Regions from separate parts of the Mus musculus genome. Here region 2 is linked to region 1. The links are chromatin contacts, called in public HiChIP or PLAC-seq maps. All regions are on one chromosome and are shown on one strand. The core of a region is the stretch at or near the end of the contact, and the rest is flanking DNA. Distances in the headings are between cores, read along the strand shown.

Region 1 (4,267 bases), core at 669-3,168:
GACTTCTACAAACCGAGTCATTAATATAATATTATGCAGGGTTGTACTTGTTGTTCTATTTTCTAAATGTTGGAAATTAAGGGTTAATTTTGTTTCTTAAGATTGGAAACCAGCACCAAAGGAAATGAAGGTTAGCTTTCTCGTAAAACCTATTCCTTCCTTCCTTGTTACTTAGTACAAAGTTCAAAATGCCGGACTGGACCATAGGAGGACTCACATTCCCGACTTCCTAACTCTCAGTTGTTGAAACTGTTCCAGAGGCAAGATCTTTAGTTCGTGCTTATCTGCTGTACTGAGACTTAGAGATGTCTGACAGATAAAATACTGACACACACACAACTCAGCCTTAAACAGCAAACAGGCACTCCACTGAGTTTGATAGCACACACTTTTAATCCCAGCATCGGGGGAGACAGACAGGGAAACCTCTTAAGAATTTCCAGGCCAGCTTATCTACAAGTGAGTTCCAAGCCAGCCAAGTCTGTACTTCAAAGTCCACATAGTAAGATCCTACCTCAAAACGGCAAAACAAAACCCTAAAAATCAACTTATTATCCATCTAAGGAAAGATGGGAAATTTTAACTATTCAGGTACAAAATAAAGTCACTTTGCATTGTGCCAGGGGTTGTCTGTGTAGCAACAAATTGCTACAATTAAAAAACAAACAAACAAAACCTAAACATTTAGGAATCCGAAATGATCGTGTATAAATATCAAGATCCTACCATCCTAATTTCAACTTAACACTTGGCATCTATTTAAGGTATATGAGATATAAAAGTCCAAAGCATTAAGCCTGACGACCAGCAGTTAAAAATACATGTTTGAATATGCTGAGGATATTTATAAAGCCAACGGACTATTAATATGTCGAAATCCACTGGCCAGTGCAGGATTCTACCTTTAATCTTCTACTACTGACTGTTCAAGGGAAGCCAAGAAGTCCGGGAGTCTTATGTCACTCGCTTTTAAGAATTTAAGTCACCCAAGTTGGCAACACCAGAAAAAGACCAAAATTACACACAAAAACAACGTTTCGTCTCTCCATATGGTGAAATTAACTCGGCTATCTCTTACCCTCCCGTTCAAGCCCCACTTAACTACTTTTTCAACGATCCTGGGTAGGCCCCATTTAGGCTGGCCGATAGTACTACGAAGTAACAGGAGGGGGAATGGAGGCTGGGGGGAGGGGGGTGGGGAGACCGACAACTCTTTAACAGTTAAGTCTGCCCTCCCACAGATCTCAACTTAGGTGTCGATTTCACAAGCCCCGTAAGCTATACGCTGTCAAACCCCAGAAGCAGCACCGTCACCCCGTCCTGCCCACGGGCAACTGTTCCAGAATGTTTTCTTTGAAACGATCTCTCTTAACTCTCTCGGCTCGACGTGTGTGAAGTCTGGACTTCAAAGGCCACTTTCTCTCCGCAATACTCCCCCCCACCCCCGGGAGCAGAACCCAACTCCTCGGGTCCAGTCTTTGATGCGTTAGCCCCTCGCAGCCGGAGCTCTCCCTCGGCTACGTGGCCCCGGGAACCAGCGGTCTCCAACTGCCCGCCGCGCCCACCGTCCACCCGGCCCCACGCCTGCCCGGCCCTAGCCTTGCCTCCCGCTCGGGGCCTGCACGACTTCGAGCGGACCGCAGGCTTCGGGCCTAGTCTGGCCCGCCGGCCCCTCACCTCCTTCGGGACCAGTTGGTTCTCCTCGCCGGGCACCATCGCTCAGACTCCGACCGCTCGTCTCCGCCCTGCCTGCGGGGGCCTGGTGGAGGTGGCGGCGGCTGTGTCTCAGGAGAGAACGGCAGCGACAGTCATCCTCCCAGCCGCCTGCGCTCCAGCAACTGAGGAGGCCTCCGCTCAGGCCTTAGACACCAGCGCGCAGACACCGACCCAGGGCGCCGCCGCCGTCGCCGCTGCTGCCGCCGCCGCTGCCGCCGCCGCCGCCGCCCCTCCCCCGGCCCGCGGCAATCAATGGAAAAATGGCGGCCGCCGCTCTCGCGAGAATTCAACGCAGTGGGCGCGCGGCCCGGCGTCTGGCGCCTGGGGTATGCAGGCGGCCGTCGTGAGCTCGGGATCTTCTCACCTCTTGCTCAGCCCCGGGGTACGCCGCGCTACGCTGGTTGAGAGCCGGTGTAGGCGCTTTTCACTACGGGGAAGCCGGTCCTCCCATCCTCCGGCTCCCTCTGTCGGCCGAGGGAGGGACGAGGCCCCTGCGTCACGAACGAGCTCCAGTTCAAAGCCCCCCTTTCAGCCCTGCAGTCCCCAGACTCTTTCCTGGTCTCCAGCGACCCCGCTGCAGCCCCACTTGAGGAACCTTTGGCCTCGAGCTGGTAAACAACGCGCCTTGTAGAGAAATCGCCTTTCTGGCTTTCGCCCTCAAGGCTCTGGTCCTCGTCTGTCATGTTTTCGTGGCCGCCCCACTCTCCTTAGGGACCTCGGTGCCCATCAGCTAGCCCCTGGAGCCCCTTAAAGAGGGGTCACTACACTTAGAGGTGCTCCCCTGCACCCTTCTGGGTGGCTTGCTGTCATCCTCCTACAGGGCCAAGTCTGAGGGAGCCTTTTGAGAGCAGAGCTGTGGTGCGCTTCAACCTGTGCTGTCCTTTTGAATATGTTTTTTTTTGTAATCTCCCCAGACGGTAAATACCATGTGTTTGACCAAACAAATCTCCTATTAGTCATTTTCCTTCACCGCACTCCTTCCATTATGAAGACCCAGTGAGACGTCTTTCATGAAGACTTTTGGCAAACTAGTCCTCTTACAGCCTGCTGAGTTAATTCCATTGTGCCATGTACCCAGCATCCACAGCGCCAACTCCTTTACCTATGCTATTGGTTCGCCAAACTTGTTACTATTGAACACCCCACACCCAAGAAAAGCTCTCTATACAGTTATGTAAGATTTATTAGAATTCTGCTATTTGTGGCACTGTAAAACATCTACAAATTCTAAAAATTATAGCAAAGACAGACATTTAAAATAAACGAGATTTTAAGTAGTAATGGTATAAAAAAATCCATTAACCCTACTGAAAATATTTAGTGAACGCACTCTGATTGACTAGGTTTCATTAGTTTTTTAAAAGCTAATTCTTTGTGAAACACTTATTAAAATATCTGATTCAGTGTTCAGGTTATTTCTGTACTTGGCTTTAATAGCTGTCATAAGCTGAAAAAGGTAACCCACAAAGATTTTGATCCTAATGGAAGAAGTGCATTTTCAACTACTATTACTAATACAATGCTCATTTTTATCTGTTTCAGCTTCCAGCCATACAAAGGGTTTTGTTGAAATTCAGCTACTAATTTTCCATCTTTCCTAATGTCAACTAGAATTTTTATGTTTTAACAGGTGGGCTGCAGTGGTGAAGGACTTTCCAAGCATACAGAGCGTTCCGAATTCAATCCCTACCTCCTTCTCCCAGAACAGTCAAATACCTTCTCCCAAAACAATCAACAAAATAAAAACAAAAATCCAAGTAGACTAAAAATTCTTTAAATACACTACTCAGATTTCTGAAAAGGCCAAAAAAGTCTGTCTTCATGTTTAAGCATACATATGATGAGTTTGGGAAGAGTGTTTAATTTTTTTTATTTTTTATTTTGTGTGTATCAGAGTGTACATGAACCACAACCATGCAGCTCACAGATGTTGGAAGAGGCACCAGATGCTCTGGGATTGGTGTTATGGGCAGTTGTGAGTCACTTGGGTCCTCTGTAAGAGCAACAAGTGCTCTTAACTACTGAGCCATCTCTTCAGCCTTAATATGTAAATGTTTGAAACTTCATCATAGACTTTTAAGAAATACTGCATCAAGATTCTCTTGACTATTGAAATGTAAATTGTTCTAAAGGTGAATAACTCAACTTGCATATCCACGGTCCCCCTGGCTGGCACATCTTGGACAAAATCACAAAGTGGGAGTATGTCCAAATCTGTTTCACGCATGCCATTTCCATTTCCTAAGTGAGCTGGTTCTCTAGAAGCCTTGTTAGAAGTTAGGTGCCATTCTAGTTTTCCTTTTTTTCCTTCATGCTTACACTCATGACCTCTTTCGTGAAATCCTTTCTGGATTCTTTCATCTTGGTAAAAGTTGATTTAACGAAATAATAATATAGCAAGTATCTTAGTCAGGGTTATTATTGCCATGGTGGAGCACCATGTCCCAAAGCAACCTGGCAGAATAGGGTTTTATTTGACTTATACTTATGCATAGTCCTTCATTGAAAGAAGTCTGGTCAAGAACTCAAACAGGGCAGGAACAGGTAAGAG
Region 2 (4,267 bases), core at 701-3,200, 330 kb before region 1:
CCAGCTATTCATTTCCAAGAGTGGATGCCCAGGGTCTGCATAGTAACAGAACTCCACTCTTGTCTGTAAATGTTCCCAGGACCTTCTGCCCTCCACAGCCCCCTCTGTCTCCAGTTTACTCTGGGGTCTCATATTCATCCTTGAGGCAAATTCATCTCTAGAGTATCTGCTCCCAGGACCTACCCCTGCTGTTGCCCACCAGGAAGGTTCAAGGACTCAGAATATACAGATGTCTCAGCCCTGTGTCAGACACACCCTGTCTACCAGAGTAATTCAAACCAGCCTCTACGGCTATAAATGAGATTTTTTTTTTGGAGAGTTCACTCTGGCTTCCCAGAGCATTCCACAAAGCATCCCAGCCCACCCTGAGCTACACTACAACATGACCTCGAGAATTCATGTGACATAATGAAACCTACTAGGACTCAAGGGATCCTCCCATCATTCTTGATCATTAACACCCCAGCTACACTTGGGGCATGTACAGTGCACGTCACCACACTGGCAACAGTTCCAACAAGGTCAGAGGTGCGCTTCCCACAGACTTGGCCACAGCCATGCCTGTCTTTCCCATGACTTCTAGACAGAGTCTAAAAAAGCATCCTTCTTTACCCATCCTCCAGAAAGCTGATGTCAAAGCTTTCAAGATGCCTGGTCTTTGACCAGACCTTTCTAATCTTGAGAGGGCACACCTGCGGTAGCAGCTCTAAATAGCTGTCTTGTACCCAGTGACTGTAGACACGTGAAGTCCCTGGAAGGCCCTTCTCAGCCCTCCAGTTGCTCAACCTGCTGTTGAAGCTGAGCAGCACAGGGAGGGACAGTGAGGGGACAGCTGAAGGCTCGTTCCAGAGCAGAAAACACTGTGGGCTTGGAGTCACCTGAAGACCAGATGCTATTTTTTTTCTGGGCACTGAGAAAAGGGTTTTTGACTGTGTTGAGGAAACATACAAGGTAGCCACATGACTAAGCATCCAGGATGCCACCAGCACTGATCAGGGCCATGCTTCCCAGAGGACAGCAAGTCCCCAGTTCAAAGGACATCAGGGGAGAGGCAGCTGAACCATGGTGGACCTGAAGGGCTTTGGCTCAGCCTGCAGCCTGGGTTGGGGACTTAACAGGGGTGAAAAATGACGTCATCTGAAATAGTTTGTCCTCAGCATTGCATTAGCCTGACAGCTATTCGGGGTCAAGTGCCATCAGGCTTTCACTGCAGTACCCATTACTGGGGAGGAAAATAGCCGTTTGCAGCGTGGCAACCCTGTGGTTCTGTCATTGGCTGTGATTTGGTGGACAGGAGGGAAAGCCTCTACTCTTTGATTTTATAAAGTATGAGTAAGATAACGCTCTCCTACCCTGAGGACAGGTAGCACTGGCACCCTGCTGCTTTGATCAAGTTTGGTTTATTTTATCCCTCTGCTTACTTCTGCCAACCTCATTATGTTTTTACATATCTGTGCTTTTGAAACAAATAAACCCAGCACCCACTGTGACCAGGTGGCATCTGGATGTGTAAATCAAAAGGCACTGGTCACATGACGGGTACCCTCTCTTTTGTGACTCTAGTCTCAGCTCATTAACTTTGCTAGCAGCGATGAATCTCAACTCACTGCCAAGTTCAAGGGCCTTGTAAAACTGGCGATAAAGTTGAAACAGTTAGAAATATTGATACTTGTAGAAAAATAGTGCTTTCTTTTTGGCTTATGAAAAGTTAAAAATTGAAATGTAAACCCAGAAATATGGCTCGCATTGGTTTGGAAAAAAACAAAAACAAAAACACAAAGCTGTTAGAAAACAAACACATTAAAAAATATCCTTCATGTTGTCCCTGGCCCCAGCACCATGAAGAGATACTCAACCCTGTCAAAGTCAGGCAGAAGTGGCCAATGTGGGACTCTTTGGCTTGGAGCTAATTGGTTACAGATGCTGGCCAGAGCCAGAGCAAACTACAAACATCTGCAGTCCACACTTGGAAATGTTAGGGCACTGCGGGGCAGCCTGCACCTCACTGCAGCTTCACTGGGATAAACCTGAGCAGCCAGCTGCGGATGTTCTCCAGAGACTCCTCAGACTCTCTGTACATGGCAGCCAGGACCTTGGAGAAAGCCCAGAGCAGTAGCAGCCCCAGGCTCAGGAGCTCAAACATGAAGCAGTAGTTGTGAGCATTGTCCCGCACATGGTGGCCAGCAGCCTCCTGGAGTCCCTGCATCCACCTAAGCAGGCTCTGGGGCAGGTTGAGCAGGCCTCTTGTCAGCCGGAGAGGCCAGCTGAGTGCCTTCCTAAAGAAGGAGGTGGAGGTACCTGGGGGGCTGCCTTCTGGCGTGCTGATGGCCGCCACTGCACAAGAGCTTTCTGTGGGTACATCCCTCCGAGGTGCTTCCTGCTCCTGCCATGTTCCTTCCTCCTGAAGAAGACAGCAAAGCAAGGGCATTTAGTCGGTGAATCTCAGGAGACTGCCTCCAGCAAAGTACACTGAACCCCTGTTCTCGGTATTGAATGTGGGTACAACTTGCTCTTAAGGGGGGCAAACTCACCATGCCGTTCGATAGCCTTCAAAATATGCATGCCCATTGACTTGCACATCTACTTGTGCTGATATATAGTCCACAAATGATTATAAATAGGGATTAGGAGTTGTATGCAAGTATATTCATTGTAAAAATCTTTGCAAGATAAATTATTAAATGGCATAAAAGCCCAACAGGATGGAACTCCTAAAATAGATTACTGACTATGCATAAAATACAATCTTTTAATAGCATTAGAAACTACACTCCTAAGCAAGGTGATCACAGCATTTGGGAGGCAGAGGCAGAGGGGCAGAGGGGCAGAGAGGCAGAGGGGCAGAGGGGCAGAGGGGCAGAGGGGCAGAGGGGCAGAGGGGCAGAGGGGCAGAGGGGCAGAGAGAGGGGCAGAGAGGCAGAGAGACGGGCAGAGAGGCAGAGAGACGGGCAGAGAGGCAGAGAGGCAGAGAGGCAGAGGCAGGTAGGTCTCAGAGACTTTGAGGCCAGCTAGGACTAACCATTGAGTTCCAGGCCAGTGGGGTTGACATAGTTAGATCCTGTTTCAATTTTAAAAAGAGTTTTTCTCCTGAAATACTGGCTCCCTACTTCTGTTCTCCAATTCCTTCCCTGCCCCGCCCCTACCCCTTGTTGAGTTAGAGTGTGGCTAAGTTGCTTAGACAGATCTTAAAGTTCATATGTAGACTGGGCTGGCTCCAAATTCAAAAGCTCCTGCTTTAATCTCCCAAGGGCTGAGATTACATAGGAGCTAGAGAGATGGTTCAGTGGTTAAAAACACTGGCTGTTCTGCCAGAGCACCTGGGTTTGATTCCTGGCACCCGCATGATGGCTCACAACCATTTGTAACCCCAGTCCCTGGGGATCTGACACCCTCTTTTGGCCTCCATGGGCACCAGGCACACATGTGGACCACAGACATATAGGTAGAAAACTCACCCATACACATAGACTAAGATGGAAAACAATTAAAAAAGAAGAGTCTCAGTATTATGGGAACCTGTACTTGATACACGTTCAGTGAAGAAGTCTAGAAAGCTATAGACGTAGTATCTACTCACACAGGGAAACACCTGGGAGGAGAGACAGCACAATGTCAGGTTTTCCAACGCCAGTCATCTTGAAAGATTACCGTAAGGCCAACTGGAGTTTTTCCAAGGTAAGTGGTCATAGGTATTTATTTTATTTACTTTATTTTTATTTGCTTTCTCATTTTCTGATAGCGAGCCTAGGACTGTATCATTAGGAAAGCTCACGTTATGAGTTTCTATTGGTGCAAGGTGGTTCATCAAACTGGTATTCCTGAGAGCTGCCAGGGGTGGGGGGAGCTGCCACAAACCATCAGTGAAGTCAGTGGCTGCTTTAAAAAACCTAGGAAGGGACCTGAGACCCTGGCCTTCCTCGTGTAAACTTCCCCTGTGGCTCCAGGGCACAGTTCAGCAGACAGCCCAGTCTTGACCCAGGAGCAAGCATTGACTCCTCAGTGGAAGCCAGCCACCTATCAGGGAGCTGTTGTCTGAAACAGGGTTGGCCCCAGAGACTGCTGAAGAGACTAAGAAAACCCAGAACACGCTAGGAGGGAAGCAGGGACTTTTGTTTGTTTGGGAGCAGTCTCTGTCCCTCTGGGGCTAGAGAAGACTGTCTGACGCCGAGGCTGTCTTTAGAGACCTCATCAAGGGGAAGGGATCAATCACCCTGCTCCCCTAGAACTGTTGAGACCAACGTACCTCTCTTTGCTGATTCAGCTCTGC

Evidence for each region. HiChIP or PLAC-seq counts read pairs in DNA pulled down with a chosen protein or histone mark.
Region 2: an H3K4me3 HiChIP or PLAC-seq map of embryonic limb bud shows a contact between it and region 1, with 3 times the contacts expected there. The contact joins the enhancer-like site here to the promoter of Usp47 in region 1. A contact is called at or near these places in 11 of 39 promoter capture datasets (the 3T3-L1 cell line, 3T3-L1-derived adipocytes, embryonic stem cells and 7 more), 2 of 484 Hi-C or Micro-C datasets (the HL-1 cell line and the HPC-7 cell line), 9 of 115 datasets of contacts at active chromatin or transcription factors (bone marrow-derived macrophages, craniofacial prominence, embryonic limb bud and 6 more) and 1 of 9 other capture datasets (macrophages).

Annotation. Positions count from the first base shown.
Region 1 is chr7:112,021,157-112,025,423 of GRCm38.p6, reverse strand. It overlaps Usp47 (ubiquitin specific peptidase 47), which reads right to left and starts at 1,918. Exons shown (of 29, transcript NM_001357952.1): 1 at 1,678-1,918. The coding sequence starts at 1,716. It also overlaps Gm3960.
Region 2 is chr7:112,349,459-112,353,725 of GRCm38.p6, reverse strand. Mical2 (microtubule associated monooxygenase, calponin and LIM domain containing 2) reads right to left here. Exons shown (of 26, transcript NM_001193305.1): 24 at 4,244-4,267; 25 at 2,299-2,401. Among named protein-coding and RNA genes, the nearest start is that of Micalcl, 23 kb to the left of the region's middle. Within about 2 kb of position 1,950, at least 12 of the 459 cell types and tissues checked have an H3K27ac peak or open chromatin away from gene starts, as enhancers often do. A contact at or near this core is called in craniofacial prominence, embryonic limb bud, neural tube and 1 more, where this site is marked.